7 separate regions of the Mus musculus genome follow, and regions 2, 3, 4, 5, 6 and 7 are each linked to region 1. The links are chromatin contacts, called in public Hi-C, HiChIP or PLAC-seq and promoter capture Hi-C maps. All regions are on one chromosome and are shown on one strand. The core of a region is the stretch at or near the end of the contact, and the rest is flanking DNA. Distances in the headings are between cores, read along the strand shown. Region 1 holds the start of Unc5c (unc-5 netrin receptor C). Region 2 overlaps Stpg2 (sperm tail PG rich repeat containing 2). Region 3 has its middle 63 kb from the start of Gm32693. Region 4 has its middle 110 kb from the start of Gm32693. Region 5 has its middle 330 kb from the start of Mir7j. Region 6 has its middle 80 kb from the start of Gm32693. Region 7 has its middle 210 kb from the start of Mir7j.

Region 1 (2,700 bases), core at 199-2,698:
TCCACCCGCCCCACACTTTCTAAACTCTTCTGTGTATTTACATATGGCTCCTTTTGCACTTGAAACTGAACCTTTACGTGATAAAATTATTCATTTTAAATGCACAAACATCGGGGATTTTTCACACTATCTTGTGGAGCTTAGCTGGTGTGTTCAGACATTCGCCTTCCTTTTGTCTAGGCTGGGCTTGTTTTACCCACTCCTCCTCACACTCCTCCTTCATCCTTTTATCACGAATTCACAACCTAACTACTCCCCAAAATGTCTTTCTGTACTGAAGCAGATTTAGTCCTCTCTCCTCGCTCTTAAGAATTTGGAGACTAAGTTATAGGTTCCAACATCAAGTTGAGCATCTGCAAATTTTGTTCTTTTTTTTTTTTTTTTGGGGGGGGGGGGGTTCTCTTGGTTTTGCCGCGGCACTCTTTAAATGTTCAATCTCAGCAGCCACCAAGATGAACAAGCAAAAAAAAAAAAAAAAAAAAATCAGTACCGAGGGAGTTTCCATTGATTTCCAGTTTTTGTTCCACCACAAATAGGTCACCGGCTCGCAGAGCATAAAACAGCCTGACTGGCGCTGACAACCCAAAGATAGTGGGCTGAGCCACTACAAATGCTTCTTGCCTTCTTTCCCATCTATGCGAACAAGTTCCAGCCCGCCTCCGGCTCAATCAAGCGCAACTCCCTAAATCCTAGAGCGAGAGCAGTCCTGGGGCATCTGGCTTAGGCTTGGCCGGCTCAGGGACACTGCCAGGCGGTGGGCTGAGCTCCGCTGGACACCGCCAAGTGGCCTGAGGCGTGCCCGCAGCGCTTGCGGAGCAGGAGTCTGGCGCCAGGCGGGGAGACTGTGCTGCCCCTGGCCGCAGTTGCCTCTGCCCCCAGGTGTCCCTTGTCAGCGCCGGAGCGAGTGAGCAAGTGAGCAAGTGAACCCAGTGGACTCCACCTTCCGCGCGAGGCGTGGATTTCGCTCCATCCTCGCTTACATAAGGCGGGCGAGCGCGCTCCCGCCGCCGCTTCCCCCCGCGCGGAGTGGGGCCGCGCCCTCCACGCCTCCTCTGCGAGCGCCACCCAGGACCCCCGCTCGCCCCACTCCTGGAGGCGACAGTCGCTGGACCGTCGGCGGGCGGGCGGCAGCCCGGGAGTCTCTCCGGCACAGAAGCGCAAGGATCAGAGCGGGGAGCGCCTCGCTGGCTCGCCACTCCTCCCGCTCTTGCCACCTCCCCATCCCCGGCGCCTGTGCGATCCGAGCGGGCGCGGGGACCCGAGAGCAGCGCCCGCTCGGCTGGCGGCGGAGCTGCGGGAGCTGTGGTGGTGGCCGCGCTACACCTCCCAGCACTTCCCGAGTGGGGGCAGAGCATTAGCAGCCGGGAGACGTCAGTGGCTAGGCGCAGTGGACGAGGGACCTTCAAACTCCTCCTCGGAGGCTCCTCTCCACCCCCTTTGGCCCCTGCCCTTGGAGAAAGTGGAGTGTGGCGCTCAGGCTGCTGTTATTTCTCAGGACTGCCTGGCGGTGGCCGGATCCAGCCTCCTGCCTGGCTGGGCTTTCGGCTGTTTGCGCGTCTCCTGGTGGCGTTTCCCTTCCCCGTACACCTCTGCCGACGATGAGGAAAGGTCTGAGGGCGACAGCGGCCCGCTGCGGACTGGGACTAGGATACTTGCTGCAGATGCTTGTGTTACCTGCCCTGGCCCTGCTAAGCGCCAGTGGCACCGGCTCCGCCGCTCAAGGTAAGAGGGTCTTCAGGGCGCGGCAGTCACCTCCCTTTGCTTCTGTCTTCCCTCTCTTCTACCTCTATTTGTCCCCGGCGCTCCTTGATTCCTCACCTGCCTAGTTGCCCCCAATGGAAACCACTTTAAATCCCACTTTCCCAACTAGTTAAGAAACCAGATTTTCAGTCTTAGCTCTGGATCTGGGTAAGGATGGACCCGGGGTGTGTTAAGTGTAGCTGCTGTCTCGGTGCCTGTGGGATCCTGGAGTGTCTTTTGCACTTTCAGACCCACAGACGCACGGTTTTGAATATTGTGTAGCCGGGGGTTTCCAGAGGCACTGATAGTGGCGTTGTGGTATGTGCCCCAATATGTGTAGTGTGCCGAGGCTTCTCGCTGTGCGCGATGGCTGCGCTTGCAGGGTTTTCTTCCACCTCCGCTAAGGAAATATGTCCATTACCGCCAAGGACCCATAGGCGCTGGTGCCCCTAGACTGCTGATGGGGCGCTATGGAGATGCTCAATTCGCCCAGAAAGGACAGGCTCCGGGTGTGCCTGCTTCTCCACTCACAACCTCTTCGTGTCCCGCTCCGGACAGGCGATCCTTGAAAAACTTCAAAACCACAGCTCTAGTGGGTGACTCTAGCTGTTCGAACCAAATCTGCAACTCTCTGGGGGAAAGGACGCTGCTAACCAGTTTATAACTGACATTTTAATGCGTGTAAGCCTCGAAGTGTGTGGCACTCTGAGCAAAGCCGGAGTAGGAGGACAGTGGTCCAGAGTTGGGAATGTCTTGTACGGGTAGAGGGAAGACACCTAGACTGAGGTTCATCTTGGAGGCTTCTTTCTTGTTCATTGAGTTTTAGAGGGAGGTGCAGCTCCCAGACTTATTCAAACCAGTTCCCACCCAGATCCTTCTTTGCCATTTTAAAGATTTATTTATTTATTTATTTATTTATTTATTTATTTATTTATTGTCTATAGCCAGAAGGCAACACAG
Region 2 (2,700 bases), core at 111-2,610, 2.0 Mb before region 1:
GGATGCCAGAAGAAAGATACAGTGGCAACTTTAATAGAGGGACACTTTTCTACAAAAAAGGAAATTATAAGCTAAAGAACAAAGAAATCCAAACAGGAAAGAGACAGGATGTATCAAATTATATTCTAGGCCTCTTATCATCATCCTATTCTTCTCCTGAAACTCAAGTTGTTCTTCTTAAACTCGTCTAATTGCACATTGCTGCTATTGCAGTATAAAGAGAACATTAATGTTTTAAACCCAGGAGAGTAGTAACAGTCGCAACAGAGAGAACTCCAAAGTCTGGCAATTATATGATAAACACACTGACTTTGATTTCATTGATGAAGTTCTCTGAAGCGATGTCCTGGAGTTCCATTTATCATTTCTAAGCAAAGGATAAATGCATTATATAAAGCAAATTGACATGGGAAATACTGTAGTATCAGGTTTCATCTATGTGCAGAATTCCACCATTTCCCCTCGAGGCTTAAACAAATATTACATGAGTGAGGGCTCTTGTAAAATGTTGTTTTGAAATAGATTTCATTAATAGCTTCTGGTGATAATTTATTTCTCTCTTTATGCACAAGTCTCTTCTCACAGTAATAATGGATAAGTTATTTGCATATAAATAGATTTCAGCTGAAGCAGAAACCAAATTGTTTCTCCCCACCCCCTGGACATCGTTAAAAAGAGAAAAAATAAAGAAGGGAAGGAGATTTTATAATAATTAGCAGTCAAGATTTATAACAATATTCTTCATTAAAACTTTTTGCAGGCAACCCTCTTTTTGTTTCTGTTGGTACACTTCACGTTTTGACCTCTGTTAAAGCCACAGGGAAATAACCTGCTGTTTCCACACTGGTGTTTGTGTGACACTGGTGATGGACCTCTTAGGGAAAGATTTACTGCAGCTTTCTCATTATTGTATCAAAGTTTCTTTGTTTCTGAAAAAAAAAATCTGTTTTAGAGCCGTAGTTGTTAATTCTGTGTCTTTATTCTTAATTAAATAAACCCTTTATTTCTGAAGAGTAATGAAGCATATGTTTATGATGGAGAGAAACAGTTTGTTTTTCAGCTGTTGTATAGTTAACAATATCAAAATATTGAAACCCCATTTGTTATAGAGTATGCTTCTTACCTAAGCATCCTATACAGTAAGACCTTTTATGCATACTTTTCTTTCAAGTAAAAATGGTCACCATGAGGAAGAACAAGAAACCAGGATTTTAAAATGTATTTACTTGATCTGTGTGCTTGGCTTCAGTATCTGAGCTATGGTACATCTCAGTACGATTTTATTGTAAGTGACTAGCAGGCAACATGCATGACACAGTATATATGAGTCAGTTGTTGGCAAAATTAAGATACCAGCTGCTTTCTGGTGGATATGATGTCTATTAATGTGTCTTTCTGACCAGTAGAGGTCACTCAGTGTAAAGTGAATAATGACTTCTATTTTCAAAAGAGACAGCTAATGTGACCATTCTATTTGAGCAAGCCTATTTCAGCGGGTATCTGTTACTTGTACAAATGCTATTTCCGTCTTTCCTAGGTGAGTAAGGCTACTTTATATGGTTCAAAGACAATTTTAAATGTGAAGTAAAAATATGATTATGGTCAAAATACAGTATTTAAATCCTTGTGCTTTTGAGCATTATGCAGATTTTTAGATGTTTAAAGAGTAGTGAGATATAAAATTGTCCCCCAGAAAACATGACACAATCATATTCTGCCACAGAGAGGCAGCCTTCCCCATCAAATGGAGCACAGGGTTTGGATTCAGGGAGAACAACACTTACCCCTCGGTTTTTGTCTCATTGTCAGTTGAATGGGATTAGAAAGCAGTCGCGTGTAGCAGCCCAGATATCAGGCACTGTGGCAGTTAAAAGGGTTTTAGAACTGTGGCATTTTTTTGTTTTCTTTAGGTGTGTTTATACTTTGAACTTTTAAAGTATAGGTATAAAATGGAAAGTATACCCAGTGGCAAAATTCAATAATTTGTCAGTTTTACTCCAGCTTATTATAACCATTCACCTATTAGGAACATACCACATTCAGGGGGATCAGGTCATTTTCATTTAGTTAATTTGACATTCCTCTGGCAACTGTGGTGTTTGCAAAGGTGCTAGCAACCCTGAAGGCAATGTGAAGACACAAGACGAGGCAGGTCACAGTGTGGCCTTTGAACTCAGTTTCCTGTAGCCTCGAAGTGATGTCTTCCTTCTTTCTGCTCAGTGGTACTCTGAGGATGAATCAGCTTAGACTTGTGCTCATCCTCTGAGAAATGCTGAGCTTCTCGGGGCCATTTTACCCCTCCTTCACAAAGGAGCAAACTAAAACTCAAGTTTAGAGGATTTACCAAGGTCACACGACAAGTAAGGAGAAGGATTGAGCTGGAGTTCAGATTTAAGACTATCTTAGAAAACACCAGGTTAAAATAATGGAGGGAAAAATACAGTCATTCCCCAAAAGATTAAAGCTCAAAGAATTATGAAATATGTTTACAAAATTGTCCCAAGATTGAGGTAGAAGGACATGTCTGAAAAATTCAGAACTATCAAAAACATTGCTCAATGCGAGTCCCACTCCTGCTTCTACAATTCCAGTCTCTATCGCTTCTTCTGTCTTTAAAACAATTGTCCTTAAAGTACTTACAAAGTCACATGTAGAGAACAATCTGAATATGATTTTAACATTGATATAGAAATAAGGTCT
Region 3 (2,700 bases), core at 114-2,613, 1.6 Mb before region 1:
CATATTTGTTAGGGACCATTTAGAATATAGAGCACCACTTACTAGCATTATATTATTAGGAAAATTTTTTTCTCATAAGAATTCCATGATATTTTAATAGTCAATACACTGAAGTGGCCAAGAACACCCAGAATGTTGCAATCACATTCCGGATTTAAGTCTTATCACACTACAATCTCTGCTATATTAATTACATGAACTAATATCTTACACAATAGATTTTGACCACAGTTTCTAACTGCCCACTTCTTCATGCTCTCCGCTCCACATAACCCCCACCTCTCCTCTCCCCCAGATTCACTTTTACTTTCTGCACACTGTCTGACTGTGAGTCTCTGTATCTGCTCCCATCTGCTGTGGGAGGAAGCTTCTCTGATGACTGTACCAGGCATAGACCTATGAGCAGAATATCATCAGGGACGCTTGCTTGCCTTCCTTCCTTCCTTCCTTCCTTCCTTCCTTCCTTCCTTCCTTCCTTCCTTCCTTCCTCCCTCCCTCCCTCCCTTCTTCCCTTCATTCCCCCCCTCTCTTTCCTTTTTCTTTGTTTTTACTTCCTTTCTTCCTTTCATATATAGCCAGTCATGTTTGATTCTACCATATGTCTTTAAGCTATGCAGTCTCCTGTTCATGGCCATCTAGGCAGTGTACAGAATGGGCTCCCTCTCAAACCATGGGCATCAAGTCAAACCAGGCATTAGTTGACCACTCCCACAAGTTCTGTGCCACCATTGCCCCAGCACATCTTGCAGGCAGGACAGATTGTAGGTCAAAGGTTTTGTGGTCAGGATCATGTCCAGGTTTTCCCTTTCCTTAGCCTACAGATCACCATCCCACAACCATGAGACTGAAACATGGGGACAAAGGCACTTTTATCTTCTTAAAATGAGTTAATATGCCTTAGTTTTACTGTAAGTGTTAATGAAATTAGTGAAGTAAGACAGAATATTTCTTGTTGTAGGATGAGAGTTTAATAAATATGGTAGAACTATTGTTAACAGCATGGTATAAAATTTACTCATACTTAGAGTTTGCCCCACAATTCCATGATTTTCCTCACAGTAAGCTTATAAAAACACAATCAGAAGGGATGTACTAAATAATGTTCTCTATCAGCTCAGTATTCTTGCGTAAAAGAGGTAATGAATGTTTATCACTTTGCCCAGTAACTGGCCTCTAAGTGTTATGGTTATTATAAGTGCATTTAGCTAAATTAAGGCCCTCATTATTTTAAGGATGCATGTTCATTTAAATACATAAGAATATTGGAGAGAACCCAAGAAGGCATCTACTAGCTACAGAAGAACTACTTATCTCTACTAGCTGTAGACAGTTCTTGTCAAAGCACAGCTTGCTGAAAGCCTGAAAACAGTTCAACCCACTGTTCTTCTCAGTAGCCATATGGATGATGGTATTTTGCAATGTTACCCACATGACCAAGAAACAACGACGTTTTCAGAAATTGGAAAGGACTGTGCTATCTGGCCAGCATTATTTGTGGCTCCCCTACATCTATCAGAAAGTAATAGGGGAGCAATAGGGGAGTCTGCATACTGTAGCACCTGCGTGTCCAAAAGCTTCGAGTCCCCCTCACTCAGAATTTGGAAGCATGTCCAAGCTTTAAGTGCCATAGAGCAGCTGGGTGGGAGGAGGAGATAAAAGACAAGCCAGGAAATTCATTCCAGACCACCTGAAGATGGATTTCTCAGCATATCACTTGACCTGAAAATGTTTTGCCTGAAATGAATGCAGGCGCTACCTCACACGAACAGGTATACAGCACAGCTCATTCTTCTATAATAAAACAAAATTTAATGTGAGGATGTGAACAGTTAGGCATGCTTACATATTTGGCAGTGATAGTAATAGTTGATTTTGCTAGAAGTTGGCATTGGGAAAGTTCATCAAATTTCTGTGCATGTATATATGCAGGTGTGAGGATGAGCGCATGGTTTTGAGCAGATATACGGTCTCTATTGTAGACTGTGGATTTTAGGGGTCTGGCTATCATTTTGGAGATGTTCCAAGTTGATTTTTTTACTCCTTTTCTTGTACTGAGGTATTCTGTCTTTTATGTTAAATTCTCTACAAAGTACAGTTTGGTAACTACTGATAGAGAATTATTGCATTTAAACTGAATTAATACAATTGAAAGCACAAGTTGGTCAAAGTTATCATGTTAAGGCCTAAGCATACATACATACATACATACATACATACATAGAGACAGAGAGACAGAGTCAGAGAAAGACAGGGATGGAGAACAGAGAGACACTAACATATATTAGAGTTCATATCCTTTTGAAATATATTTGTACAATTACACATCATTCTCTATAGAAAAATAATTTATCTAACTCACCCTTCTGCAGAAATAAAGTGTTCCTCAACTACATAGTGATGTTGTTTTAGAGTCTAGACACTTCTTCTACTCTTGTCTTAGTTAAACCAGTTTTAGCCATGGGGAGACTGGATGAACTCCTGATGAAAACTCCTCAGACTTTAGCCTTAATGTTTGGCATCATATTTCCTGAGCAGTTTTCCTGCCTCGGAAAATGATTTATTAAGCAGAGTTTAGCTGCCTTTTGCTTTTGTTGTGAATGACAAAAGGCATGTTCAAGCATGGTAAATTGGCTTAACACAGTGGACAGAAAGGATGGTTTGCCCCAGGAGAATCTGCTGCCAATGCATATTTCTTCTATG
Region 4 (2,700 bases), core at 163-2,662, 1.6 Mb before region 1:
AAACAACAAACAAAAATAAAGCAAAACACCAGCAACCCCCCCCCCCAAAACAAAACAAAAAATCCCAAACTTAAAACAAAACAAATAACAACAAAACCTTGCCATGCAATTCCATCTAAAATGTTATTGATCCTTCTCCATCTCCTGTCTATTTCCCATCATCTTATCCTTCTTTATTGCAAATACCTCAAACGAGAACTATGGTTTTTATTTGTTAACCAATTTTTCTGCAGTTTTATCATATTTGGTTTGTTCCTTGTTATATCCCTGAGACTGGGAATGGCATTCCATGCACGGCAACATGGAATACTTACAGAGCAGATGCAGAAATGAATGGATAGAATCCTTTCCTTAGGGAAGCAATGTCACAATCAAGGTTTCAAACCCAGCAATATCATCACTAAACACACAGGTTTAACCTCTCTCTATAGTAGCTGGATGTGCCTGGTACCTCATAGGAGAAACTCTAGTTCCTATAAGAAAGCATTAGGGGAATTAATTAGAACTTTCATGCTAGCTGTGATTTCATAGGAAAACTATTCTGTGTGGGAAGATATGATGAAAATTGAGGATGGGTAAGAATGTTGCTTTTTTTATTAATCTGAAACATACATACATGGTTAATTCTTATATTAAGATTACAATATAAAATACAATAGTACAATATTCTATATATTAAATCATTCACAAAGCTGTATTACAATGATAATTGTTTTCCACATAAAAAGAGACACGTTCTATTCTAGATAAACAAAGACTGTGCACCAGAGTGGATTATTTACCTTGCAGTCCTTTGTGTAGGTGTGATAAATGTAAAAAGCTGCTTCTTTTGGCTCTCGTAGACATAGTGACTCTCTGGAGAAGCCACTTGCATACTGTGGAAATTTGGGTCTGGATATGCTAACAAGGTGATGTAATTGGCCTTCTGTCTTATGTTGCATAATTGCCATCCTTATATCAACACTTGCTAACCACGAGAGAGTCTTTCCGAAACTCAGAAATAAGTGGGCCCTTCGCACTTCCTTTTTTTCCTCCCGTTTGAATCCATTGTAAAATGTTGTGGCTAGATACTCTAAGCAAGCCTTTTCCACGCATAATAAACGTGAAAAGCAAAGAGGGGCCTCCAGAATTGCTCAATGTTTATTCAAATCAGAGGTTTTTTTAAAGGATGCATTTCATGTGGAATAAAAGGGAAAGTTTAAAAGCTCAGTCATGGCAATTACAGGGAACATGTTTTCTGTCTCTTCTCATAGCAACACATGCATCTTACCCTCCATGGCTGCCAGCCGACTTGTCAGAGCAATTACTTTAAAACAATTGTTTCATTTGGAATAGATGCCACAGCCCAAGTGATTGTGCCTTGTCAGTGACGCATTCAATTAAAACAGTCTGAATAGGAGTTCTGGAGGGCCTACTGTGCCTTGTCCAATCTTATCAGTCAACAAAGAACAAGCTCAGAGACTCAGGACCGGCTGCTTCCACTGTCAGGTGGCTGGAACATGTTGCACCTTCCCAGGGTTCCTCGGAGGCTCTCTTTCCTGTACCTTTTACAGCCAATGGCAGGCGCCATCTCAGCAGCGTCTGCATCCACAGTGCCAAGAAAGCTTATGGCAGTAAATAAGATGGCAGCTGTGTCATTCCTGACAGCTGGCTATAGCTCAGGGAGGCAGGCTGAGCCGGACTGTGAGCAGTTGGAGTGGCAGTGAGCTATGACCACCATTACTTGTTGGCAGATGACAGTTTCCACACTAGTAGTTACACCACAATGGGACCAATGTGTCCGCATCGTCACTTAGTCAGACAGAATTTTAAACAAACTCCTGACGCCTAGCAGTTCCTCACCTTCTCAATGCCAGGGAAGCCAAACACTCTTATTATTAAAAAAAAAAAAGACTACCCTCAACTTTGTAACCTTGGAATGGAAATTTATTGAGTAAAAGCAGGAGAGAATTGGCTCTTTCCTTGTAAGAGCAGGAATCAAGGAGAGCAAAACTGATTTTTAAAAAGTTCCCATGTGTTTGCCATCATTTAAAGAAAGAGACTGTTGATTCATTACTATATCTGTGAAATCTCATGTGTTTTCTTCTCATAGGCAAATTCTCATACCTCCACAATTTAATTAATTGTCTTTTCTACACTTGGAACATCTGATGCTCAAAGTACTTATTATCGGAGGAGACGTTGTTTGAAAGGTTCCTTACCAAAACAGGAAAACTGGAAGGAAGCCACAATATTACATAGAGCATATCAGTGTGAGTTGAGAGCCAGGTGGAACCAGATTGCTCTGGTCTTGTCTAGTCAGTGCAGGGGGAAACAAAAGATTCTCGCCACATGGTAAGGGTCAGCCAAGGTGGGCACATGGGCTGCAAGTCTGGAAATCTGTCACAGATTTGAAGCTAAGAGTCATCACAGCAGATGTAGCAGTAGGTTGAGCCACAGCTGAATTTCATCACAAAGACAACTCATCAACATGACGTCAGCTCAAATCGATGCTGCTACTTTCACACACAATTGTAAAAGAGATTTGGGCTTCAGCTTGTCTATAACCAATTCTTCTGATTTCCAATTCCTTGAAATACCCATTAGCCTAATAAATAATCATATTACTAATAAAAATGTATTGTAGATAAATCACTATTTATACAGTATGATGCCACACTTAAGAATTTTTTAGATAAAGTTTTTCAGTTTTTAAAATTA
Region 5 (2,700 bases), core at 153-2,652, 1.1 Mb before region 1:
CTCATCTAGCTCTTTTAGTAAATTTTCTTTTCCCAAATGATAATGGTAAAATGGCTTGATCATAGTGAGTTTTGTTTTCTCACTGCTTGTCTTGGAGAACACTCCTTATGAAAAAGCTCAGCCTGGTACAGCTCATTATGATTAACAAGACAGGACACATTGTGTTTGCTACCTTGTTCAGGGTAGAGATCTGTAACTTTAATTTTTTTTCAAATTCTCCTTTTAATAATGCTCTTAAATGGTTTAACCTCCCTTCTCGCCCACCACTCACCAGAGGTAGTGGGAAAGAAAGGATATGGCAGAAGTGGACCTGTTTAGAAATGGATCTTTGAGGCAAATCCCATCTGCTTTGTCATGAAATCAGCTGTTTAGTGTTGTGGATTTGGCCTAATGCCACTTGTATCATGTTAATCTGGCCCTCAAAACTGCATGAGAATCTACACACCCACTCATAAGCAACTGAGGAAACCCTGCCCCCAGTTGGTTTTGATTAGTAAATAAGTAGCCCAGCCACTGAGCTGATTAAGGCATATTAAAATATAAAGGCTACATGTTCAGTTCACATGTCAGCAGGAGCAGCTTGATCCACTAGCAAGCACTTCATGGATATACCGGCAGTCCAGTTCAGCAGAATCAAGATAGCAAACACGAATCGGGAACAGTGGCACTAATTAGCAGAGACATCTAAGCCTCAGCCTTGGCTCAAGGCAGCAGTAAGGACCGGGGCCAACAGGAATGCCAGGAAAACTTCTCAGGTGTGCCTCTCTCAGAGAAGTGAACAGTGAAGTGAAGATCCACAAACATTGCAGCTAACTGGACCAGTAGAACCAAGCTCAAGTTTCCCTCCATGCCCTTTGAGTTCTGATTATACTCCCTGTAAACCTCATGTGTTCTTCACTGATCTTGCATCACCACATGTCTTGCCTCAACATTGTGTCTTGCCTCAGCTGACATCACTCTGAGGAAGCAGCAAGAAACTGCATTAGACCACCAGAAGTTTTGTGGTGCATTTCTCTTTATGGAGTCCAAATAAATGGAGCTCAATTTCACAGTGTAAGGCAGACAAATACATGTGTGTTATTAATGAAGAACACTTCATCACATATCATTTTACGTGCTTGCTTTAGCAGAACACCCTTTTACCTGTGTCTGCTTCAGGGAATTGTTCTTCATGTCTTTGCCCCCAGCAAAACACCATCCAACACAACTGACTTTCCAAAGCACCCTTAAGTTTCCACTTCAGAGATCTGTTTCATGTGGTCCAGTGAGATCAAAAAGTTTTTTGAAGTTGATTAATAGATGTCGTGGTTTAAGGGATGTAAGAATTGATAGATTGCCTAGCTACTCTAGGAATTTGCTTCTCAGTGACCACAGACAGGCTTCACTGTTCCTAATACCCTAAGGCACACCAGCTCTTCTTGGATCTCACATTTGTCTTGTGCCTTGTGGGGCCCACTTCTGCAGCATATCATAGGAGGTCCACAGAGGGAAGAATTTGCAACAGCGTTTTAACTTAGGCCTTTCTTAATATTTGAACATGCTACCACTGAAGAAAAGTAATGTGATTTGAACAAAAGGAAACAAACAATACTCAACCACCAGTTTAGAATGTACAAGGCCAACTGCAGAAACAAAGGTAACACAGGAAACCATGACAATATATCCTTCCCCCAAAATGACCAGTTCCATAGTTAAAGAACCCCAATGAGCATGTTCTGAAAAACTTCCAGACAAATATTTTGAATGGATGACTATAACATGTAAGAAGAGAATAGGGTTTTTGAATAAATGCTAAATAATCAAAACTGTATATGTGAAAGGATGTGCCAATGACAAAACTGGAATAATAAGGGAATGAAAGGGGTAAGGTGCCAGGAGATGAGCCAGTGAAATGGAAAGTGCAAACTGATGAATTCTGAGAGAGGGCTTAGTGGCTGGGCTATACAGAGGTTTGCAGATATTTGTTTTTCTAAGTGTAGTACTCACTCCATGGATCCTGCCAACTCTCCATTAAAATCTGAAGCTTCAATACTTACCTGAAACCAATTTCATAAAGGTCTGTAATTTAATTAATTCGCAGTATGAGACACATCTCAGTTACAAAACGTTGGTCAGTCATGAAAAGAACATACCCATAGTGATGAATTGAGGTTAATTTCAAAATTATGTGCCTTGCCAATAAATGAGACATTTATTCACCTGGAGAATACTATTGGAAAAGCAGGCTTCACAGAGGGTGTTTGTGAGAACGTGTGCATTCAAGGTGTTTGGGTGTGCGTTTCATGTGCTTTTTATTTGATAGGACAGTAGAGACCTGTGTACAGGTACTATGTGTCTGAATTAAATTTTCCATGGTTTAGAGATCTCATAGAGGTGATTTGAAAGTCTAGAACTCTAGAAAATAGGTAACTGGAATAATGTAGAAGGAAAATTATAGTAAATTAGAAAAATATTGCATTAATACCACAAGGAAATGATAACAATCCATAATATTGTTATGTGTATAAATGTGGAACCTCAAGAATTAAGAGTCAATTAAAAAATGTAGAAATCATTAAACCTAATGAAAAGGGTTTGAAAGAGTGATCAGAAATAATTCTAAAATTGTCACTTTGTGTGGTATAATATACTCAGTAAGATCTAGAGAAAATTTCAAACTGAATGTCCATGAGAAAAAAGTAACTTTGAACATGCTATGTG
Region 6 (2,700 bases), core at 113-2,612, 1.6 Mb before region 1:
TGATATTTTCTCTGTTAAATTAATTTGGGGGGATTTCTGTTATGGCTGTTTAAACTTGCTCTTTTCTCCTTCTAGAGATCCCCAATTTCCGTTTCTTGGATCTTATGGTTGTTGCACATTCCCTGAAAGGGTTTTCTAGTTGTTCCCCCCCCCCCCCGTTTAGATTTTGAATTTTCTATTAAAATTTCCTCAGGCTCAGAGTTCCTTTCCTAGCTGAGTCCACTCTACTAAGGAGTCCATCATGACACTCTCCACTTCCAATACAGCAAACACTTTTGGTTTCTAACATTTCCTTGTGGGCCTTCTTGGAATGTCTGTCTCTCAGTTTCTATTACTGCATGGACTCTTCCTTAACCCTTAATACCTGTAAGGTAATAATTACAATCTGAAAAAAAATCTTGTAATTTTTTTCTTTCACTTTATTTGAGACGGCGTCTTACAACATAGCTCGGGCTAGCCACGGACTCTGGATCTTTCCGCACACCCTCGAAAGAGCTGGGATTATAGGCGAGCCTGGCATCCTACTGAGCCTTTGTGAGCAGTCAGACATAATGTGCTGAGTTAAAAGGCCCTGTAGGTTGGGCTTTAGGGCATGTGGCAAGAAGGAACATATTCCAAAGTCCCACGTTCGGGTCTTAGTTTCTGATTAAGAGTGTGCACCAGAAGGATGTAAAGGGCACAAGTGCTTCTCGGTGTTCTTGAGATGTGAGGTGTGATGGCTCTGTTAGGGATTTCCTCTCCTCAGTTCAGTTACGGGCTGATAAAACGCAGTCATAACATGAGACTTTCTGTAAAAAGTCTCTCTTGAGGGCAGACCTTGTTGAGGAAAACAGGATGTTCTGGCTTATTTCAAAACGGCTCATATTTCACTCTTTGCTAGAAGAACAAGAGAGGCTTTCTCTGACACGCTTCCTGAGACCCTGTGGAGCCTCAGAGTAAAACTCGCAAGGGTTGAATGGCGCCTTATGACTGGGTCTCCCTGGACTGCTGAACACTAGGCTCTGTTACCCTAGGCTTCCAGTAACTTACCAGTCTTTGTTTCTGATATCCAACCGGCATTGCTGATTCTCCTTGAGGGCTCAGCATTGCGTGTCTCCTCTGGGAACTTTAAAAGACTGAGGCATTTTAAAACACTGGAGCATTGGCTATGGGGTACCCAACAAAAGTAGTTCTTGCTTTCAGTGATGCTCCTAAAATGTGCTTACCCCTCCCAGACTGACGCCTAGATAAACACAAAAGCAAACAGCCAGCGCTTATTTCATTCTTAGTTTCTTTTTATTTCTTTGTGTGTAACTGTACCTTGATCCCCACCTGCTTGCAATTGTCCATCGACTCTCAGTCTGACTGAGTTCCCGGGTCATCTTGTTGAGGACTGAGGGTCTGCTGGCCTCTGGTCTGAAGTCCCTGCAGTGTTGCCTGAAACCTGACTCACATTAGCACTGGGTCACTTCCAGAGCTTCCAGGAAGGGGTTTAACCCTTTGTAGACTTGGCCTGAGGTAAACCTCCCTACTGGATTCCTCTTTCTCTTCCACTCAATCCTGCGTTTTTCTCCCAAGCAGGCCATATTTTCTCTCCTCAGACTGTGCGCTTCTGTTTTCTGCCTGGCTGAGCTCACCGCCTTCCTACAGCACCTCGGGGAATTGCCCTCTTATTACCACAATTACAATCTGTACACATTTCATTAAACTAATATCGCTCGGCACAGGCTTTCTCTACAGAACTGCACAGCTGGAGGCCCATTTCTTTTCCTCAGCTTAAACACTTTGACAGGTTAAGAAAGCTATTATGGCTGACTAACAGGTGTTGCAAAACAATGTGCATTTGATGTTTAAATGAGAGAGCTTCTTTATTGACTGCCTTTATTGCGGCTCAGCCTTCCCTTCCTTCACAATGGCTGAATTTTTATTGTCTTTACAGCTTTTTAAAGTCTATTCTGTTGTTTCAGAAAGGATCCAAAGTGCCTGTGTGTGCTTATTTGTTATTCTGCTGGCCTTTCTATATTATTATTATTGTTTGTGCGTCCTGCTTTCTTCTCCAGGTAGAAAAATACCTGCAGAAGTGAAAGGGTTTTATTTGGCTCTTTCTCTATCAGAAGCACATGCAGTTGATGAACACACTAAATGGGCATCTAAGGCTCCTCTTCCATCACGTCACCTCTGTCTTTACTGTCTCATTCATCTACACAATCGACTAGTGACCCTCAGAGCTGCCTGGCGAGTGAGAAATGATAAAGCCCATATATAGGGATGACATGGTGTCCAGCTTCCTTGTTTGAATATCCCTTCTTTGTCTATTCCCTCACTGTAAAGGACACACATTGGTATGTAGTTTGGGGGGCATTTATGCTTATCCCTTGACATTTTGTTTGTATGCACTCAAACCCATCCACGTCAGGTGCGTCCCCGTTCCTTCCCTGTCTTCTTGCAGAATATCATGCTCAGCAGGATACAGTCTGTTTTATTATTTCAATAAAATGACTTTTGCTGAAGAGACAGTCGAGTGTTAAAATACCATTTTTCAAAAGTAAGTGCTCAGTGAGCGAGAACATGCGATTATGAAAGCATAGAAATGGATGGAAATAAAAGTGGGCCTTGAACTCTACCTAGGCACGCGTGCGTCTACAGCGTGCAGGAGAGTACTGTCCTCATCAGTCACTCAGAACTGCCCAACTCCACTCTCAGCCATCACGGTCTTCTTAA
Region 7 (2,700 bases), core at 42-2,541, 1.2 Mb before region 1:
AGTCTCCCTCCCTTTCCCAGCAGAAAAGAGCATGCCTCCAAGAGACAATAACAAAACCTGACAACACAGAGACCATATGAAAAGACAAAATCCCTCATATTGATGAGGTTGATGTGGCAATGAAATTGGAGTAAAGAAGTCTTATCGACACACTTCTGCTCCCACTGTTAGGAGTCCCACAAAAACACCAAGCCAACAGTCATTACATTTAGATGGAAGATCTCGTGTAACACACTCTGACAGGCCCCATGCTTGCTGAAATATCCCTTCTAGTTACTAAAATTCCCATATGCCCCAATGTGGGAAATGCCACATAAATTGTCTCTGTAGAAAAACTTTAGCCCCAAATGTTTCCACCTAGTGTGACCATCATTGCATAGTGGACATATGTGAAAATATATCTGTACAATATAAAATAAAATATCAATGGAAAGGATAGCTACATGCTGAGTTTTCAATTAGTATGCATCAAGTTCTAACCACCTGTGTTTTGTCAGTTTCACGTTCCCTAGCAGGCAGAGAGAGGCAGGGAGAAAAAAACTTAAGAAGAATATACATGAGAAAATCTGTAGCTTCTAAGAACATGATCTTTGATTTCCCCACTGGAAACTGGGAAATATTTGTCAGTATCTGCTTTTCACACATGGAAAAACTTGCTTCAAATTGCAAATTGTGCCTCAAGAGAGACACCATTTTAAATATTTTTTGCTAGGTGCATTGTACCCTGGAACATGTACAGGAGCGTTGTGGTTTGGGATTTGTAGTTGTGAAACCCTTCACTCGGTGCTGTGCAGAGTAAAGCTGGGTTGTCAGGTGGGGTGGCTGAAAACAAAGGCAACACAAAGCAATTTATTGCCTCCCTTTGATAAATGAGAACAATGTTTTCATAAGGTATGTGTACATTCTGAGAGACACTTCTTTCATTGTTCCACTGGACAATGATGGTATGCCTCTAGGTTAATATTGTGATACATTATTTGCAAATATATAAATAAATAGGCATGTATGGGCTTTTAGCAGAATTAAATACAATCAAGAGAGTAAAAAAAAAAGAAATCTATGTTTAATTCAGATGGCTGCCAGCTTTAAGGTTTTCGTTTCAGTTTTCAATGCTGTGGAAGAAAAATGGATTCAGTAGACATCAGACTTTAAAATCTGAATCTTGGCCAAACAAACAACAAGTATTCCAAGGTTTCCTTTGGAAACTGGCCAATGGCAGTGAACAGCACCTGAGTCAGGCATCACTGCACTAGGGTGACAGATGGACCAGGGTGACAAGTGCACTAGGGTGACAGGCTTTATAGTGGCCATGCTGTTAAGTAAGGACATGTGGCAGGTAAGGGTTGTTAGATGTAGATTTGTTTAGGATACATGTAATTCACAGAAGGTTAACTATGATTTAATGCCTCCTCAACAAATTGAGGAGAATCTACGTGGGTTATCATAACCCATCTGTAGAATTGTCCTAATGTGTGAAGGTAACATACAATAGCAATCAGCACTAAGGAGAATCTTTATGTTTTGTATTGGGAACTGCTTACACTTCTGTGCACATATAAATTTAAAATGCCCTTTGTTAATGAATAGAAGTCAATTTCCTATATTCATAACTGAACTGAGTCTTTAATGTCTAAACTTTATAGGACTTGAGACTCAGAAAATTAAAAAAATGGCTTGCTCTCATGTAAATGATAAAATTCATAATGTCAGTATATCACTGCTGCTTGAGTTGAAAGACTCAACTCACAGGTTTATACTTGTCTCAACATTTGTACTATGACAAAATACCAGAATGAAAACAATTTATTCTGGTGGTTGGGAAGTGAAAGATTGAGATGCCATCCTCTGGCTACTGAGGAAGTTCCTCTTGGTGCTCCTCACAAGGCAGCAAGTAGAAGGGCAAGAGGACCTACCTAGCTCTATCCATCCCATTCATAAAGTGACTGATTTCATTCATAAAGTTTCACTCCTTGGAACTTTTCCCTCCACATTTTAAACTGCTATCACATTAGAGTTTAAGTGTGGATATTAGATATGTATCTTTCATAGCATAACTCCCTTGTGAATCTTTTATCATGAAAGAGCTCAAGTTATACAAGATCCTGATAAAAGACATTGAGAGCTGCATGAGGCTGTGGTTTTGGCCCAGAAAGAAATGTATCTTTGCTAAGTCAACCAACAAACCAAATATTCCCTCTTTCCTCCTCCCTCTTTTGATCTGTGCCAAGAGATTCAATGCTTCATGCACTATGGTGAAATTTATCTGGAAACGTAACTTTAGTTCACCAGATGTAATTAAGAGACTTATTGCCAAATAAGCTTAAGCTTTCTATTTCTTTTTGAACTCTGGCTGACTAGTTCAACTCAGCTGTTCTGACTCAAACTGCTCTCTAAAGCTGACTGATGCAAACTGGCTTCTCTGGCCTTCTCACTGAATTGCTCTGCTTGGCCTTAAAACTAACTCTGGAAATTTGTTCTTCACCTGTGTCTAGCTTGTTCTCTTTACAACCTGTCTTGGAAAAACTGTCCCCGTAAAAATTGCTTACATGCTGAACTTAACCAAACTGAACTGCCCTGAACTGCACTGAACTGAACTCCATTGCATTGCCTGAATGCAACTGAACTACGATTACTGAACTGGCCTCCACCCCTGGCTCACTCTGTACTGTTCTTAAGTAGCCTCTCCTTTTTGTCTGTTCT

Evidence for each region. Promoter capture Hi-C pulls out the DNA fragments that hold promoters and counts their contacts. Hi-C and Micro-C count contacts between places; a contact is called where the count stands out from the background. HiChIP or PLAC-seq counts read pairs in DNA pulled down with a chosen protein or histone mark.
Region 2: a Hi-C map of cerebellar granule neurons shows a contact between it and region 1, with 4 times the contacts expected there. The contact joins the enhancer-like site here to the promoter of Unc5c in region 1. A contact is called at or near these places in 7 of 39 promoter capture datasets (the 3T3-L1 cell line, cranial neural crest, frontonasal cranial neural crest and 4 more), 7 of 484 Hi-C or Micro-C datasets (cerebellar granule neurons, cerebellum, cerebral cortex and 1 more) and 8 of 115 datasets of contacts at active chromatin or transcription factors (SST interneurons, astrocytes, craniofacial prominence and 5 more).
Region 3: a promoter capture Hi-C map of hippocampal neurons shows a contact between it and region 1, with 6 times the contacts expected there. The contact joins the enhancer-like site here to the promoter of Unc5c in region 1. A contact is called at or near these places in 4 of 39 promoter capture datasets (hippocampal neurons, maxillary cranial neural crest, pre-B cells and 1 more) and 4 of 115 datasets of contacts at active chromatin or transcription factors (embryonic forebrain, embryonic limb bud, forebrain and 1 more).
Region 4: a promoter capture Hi-C map of hippocampal neurons shows a contact between it and region 1, with 5 times the contacts expected there. The contact joins the enhancer-like site here to the promoter of Unc5c in region 1. A contact is called at or near these places in 4 of 39 promoter capture datasets (hippocampal neurons, maxillary cranial neural crest, pre-B cells and 1 more), 3 of 484 Hi-C or Micro-C datasets (cerebellar granule neurons and cerebellum) and 3 of 115 datasets of contacts at active chromatin or transcription factors (SST interneurons, astrocytes and forebrain).
Region 5: an H3K4me3 HiChIP or PLAC-seq map of neural tube shows a contact between it and region 1, with 7 times the contacts expected there. The contact joins the enhancer-like site here to the promoter of Unc5c in region 1. A contact is called at or near these places in 4 of 39 promoter capture datasets (the C10 cell line, cranial neural crest, hippocampal neurons and 1 more) and 4 of 115 datasets of contacts at active chromatin or transcription factors (embryonic forebrain, embryonic limb bud, neural progenitor cells and 1 more).
Region 6: a promoter capture Hi-C map of second pharyngeal arch cranial neural crest shows a contact between it and region 1, with 6 times the contacts expected there. The contact joins the enhancer-like site here to the promoter of Unc5c in region 1. A contact is called at or near these places in 5 of 39 promoter capture datasets (cranial neural crest, hippocampal neurons, maxillary cranial neural crest and 2 more), 1 of 484 Hi-C or Micro-C datasets (the N1E-115 cell line) and 6 of 115 datasets of contacts at active chromatin or transcription factors (astrocytes, craniofacial prominence, embryonic forebrain and 3 more).
Region 7: a contact with region 1 is called in a Hi-C map of cerebellum, with 1.7 times the contacts expected there. The contact joins the enhancer-like site here to the promoter of Unc5c in region 1. A contact is called at or near these places in 2 of 39 promoter capture datasets (hippocampal neurons and pre-B cells), 2 of 484 Hi-C or Micro-C datasets (both in cerebellum) and 2 of 115 datasets of contacts at active chromatin or transcription factors (embryonic forebrain and embryonic midbrain).

Annotation. Positions count from the first base shown.
Region 1 is chr3:141,464,116-141,466,815 of GRCm38.p6, forward strand. Unc5c (unc-5 netrin receptor C) reads left to right here and starts at 1,449. Exons shown (of 16, transcript NM_009472.4): 1 at 1,449-1,722. The coding sequence starts at 1,599.
Region 2 is chr3:139,508,076-139,510,775 of GRCm38.p6, forward strand. All of the region lies in intron 11 of Stpg2 (sperm tail PG rich repeat containing 2), which reads left to right. Among named protein-coding and RNA genes, the nearest start is that of Gm24260, 92 kb to the left of the region's middle. Within about 2 kb of position 1,361, at least 18 of the 459 cell types and tissues checked have an H3K27ac peak or open chromatin away from gene starts, as enhancers often do. A contact at or near this core is called in cerebellar granule neurons and cerebellum, where this site is marked.
Region 3 is chr3:139,841,923-139,844,622 of GRCm38.p6, forward strand. No RefSeq gene overlaps it. Among named protein-coding and RNA genes, the nearest start is that of Gm32693, 63 kb to the left of the region's middle. Within about 2 kb of position 1,364, at least 9 of the 459 cell types and tissues checked have an H3K27ac peak or open chromatin away from gene starts, as enhancers often do. A contact at or near this core is called in hippocampal neurons, where this site is marked.
Region 4 is chr3:139,885,144-139,887,843 of GRCm38.p6, forward strand. No RefSeq gene overlaps it. Among named protein-coding and RNA genes, the nearest start is that of Gm32693, 110 kb to the left of the region's middle. Within about 2 kb of position 1,413, at least 40 of the 459 cell types and tissues checked have an H3K27ac peak or open chromatin away from gene starts, as enhancers often do. A contact at or near this core is called in cerebellar granule neurons, cerebellum and hippocampal neurons, where this site is marked.
Region 5 is chr3:140,357,314-140,360,013 of GRCm38.p6, forward strand. No RefSeq gene overlaps it. Among named protein-coding and RNA genes, the nearest start is that of Mir7j, 330 kb to the left of the region's middle. Within about 2 kb of position 1,403, at least 1 of the 459 cell types and tissues checked has an H3K27ac peak or open chromatin away from gene starts, as enhancers often do. A contact at or near this core is called in neural tube, where this site is marked.
Region 6 is chr3:139,859,584-139,862,283 of GRCm38.p6, forward strand. No RefSeq gene overlaps it. Among named protein-coding and RNA genes, the nearest start is that of Gm32693, 80 kb to the left of the region's middle. Within about 2 kb of position 1,363, at least 62 of the 459 cell types and tissues checked have an H3K27ac peak or open chromatin away from gene starts, as enhancers often do. A contact at or near this core is called in craniofacial prominence, embryonic limb bud, neural tube and 1 more, where this site is marked.
Region 7 is chr3:140,238,245-140,240,944 of GRCm38.p6, forward strand. No RefSeq gene overlaps it. Among named protein-coding and RNA genes, the nearest start is that of Mir7j, 210 kb to the left of the region's middle. Within about 2 kb of position 1,292, at least 2 of the 459 cell types and tissues checked have an H3K27ac peak or open chromatin away from gene starts, as enhancers often do. A contact at or near this core is called in cerebellum, where this site is marked.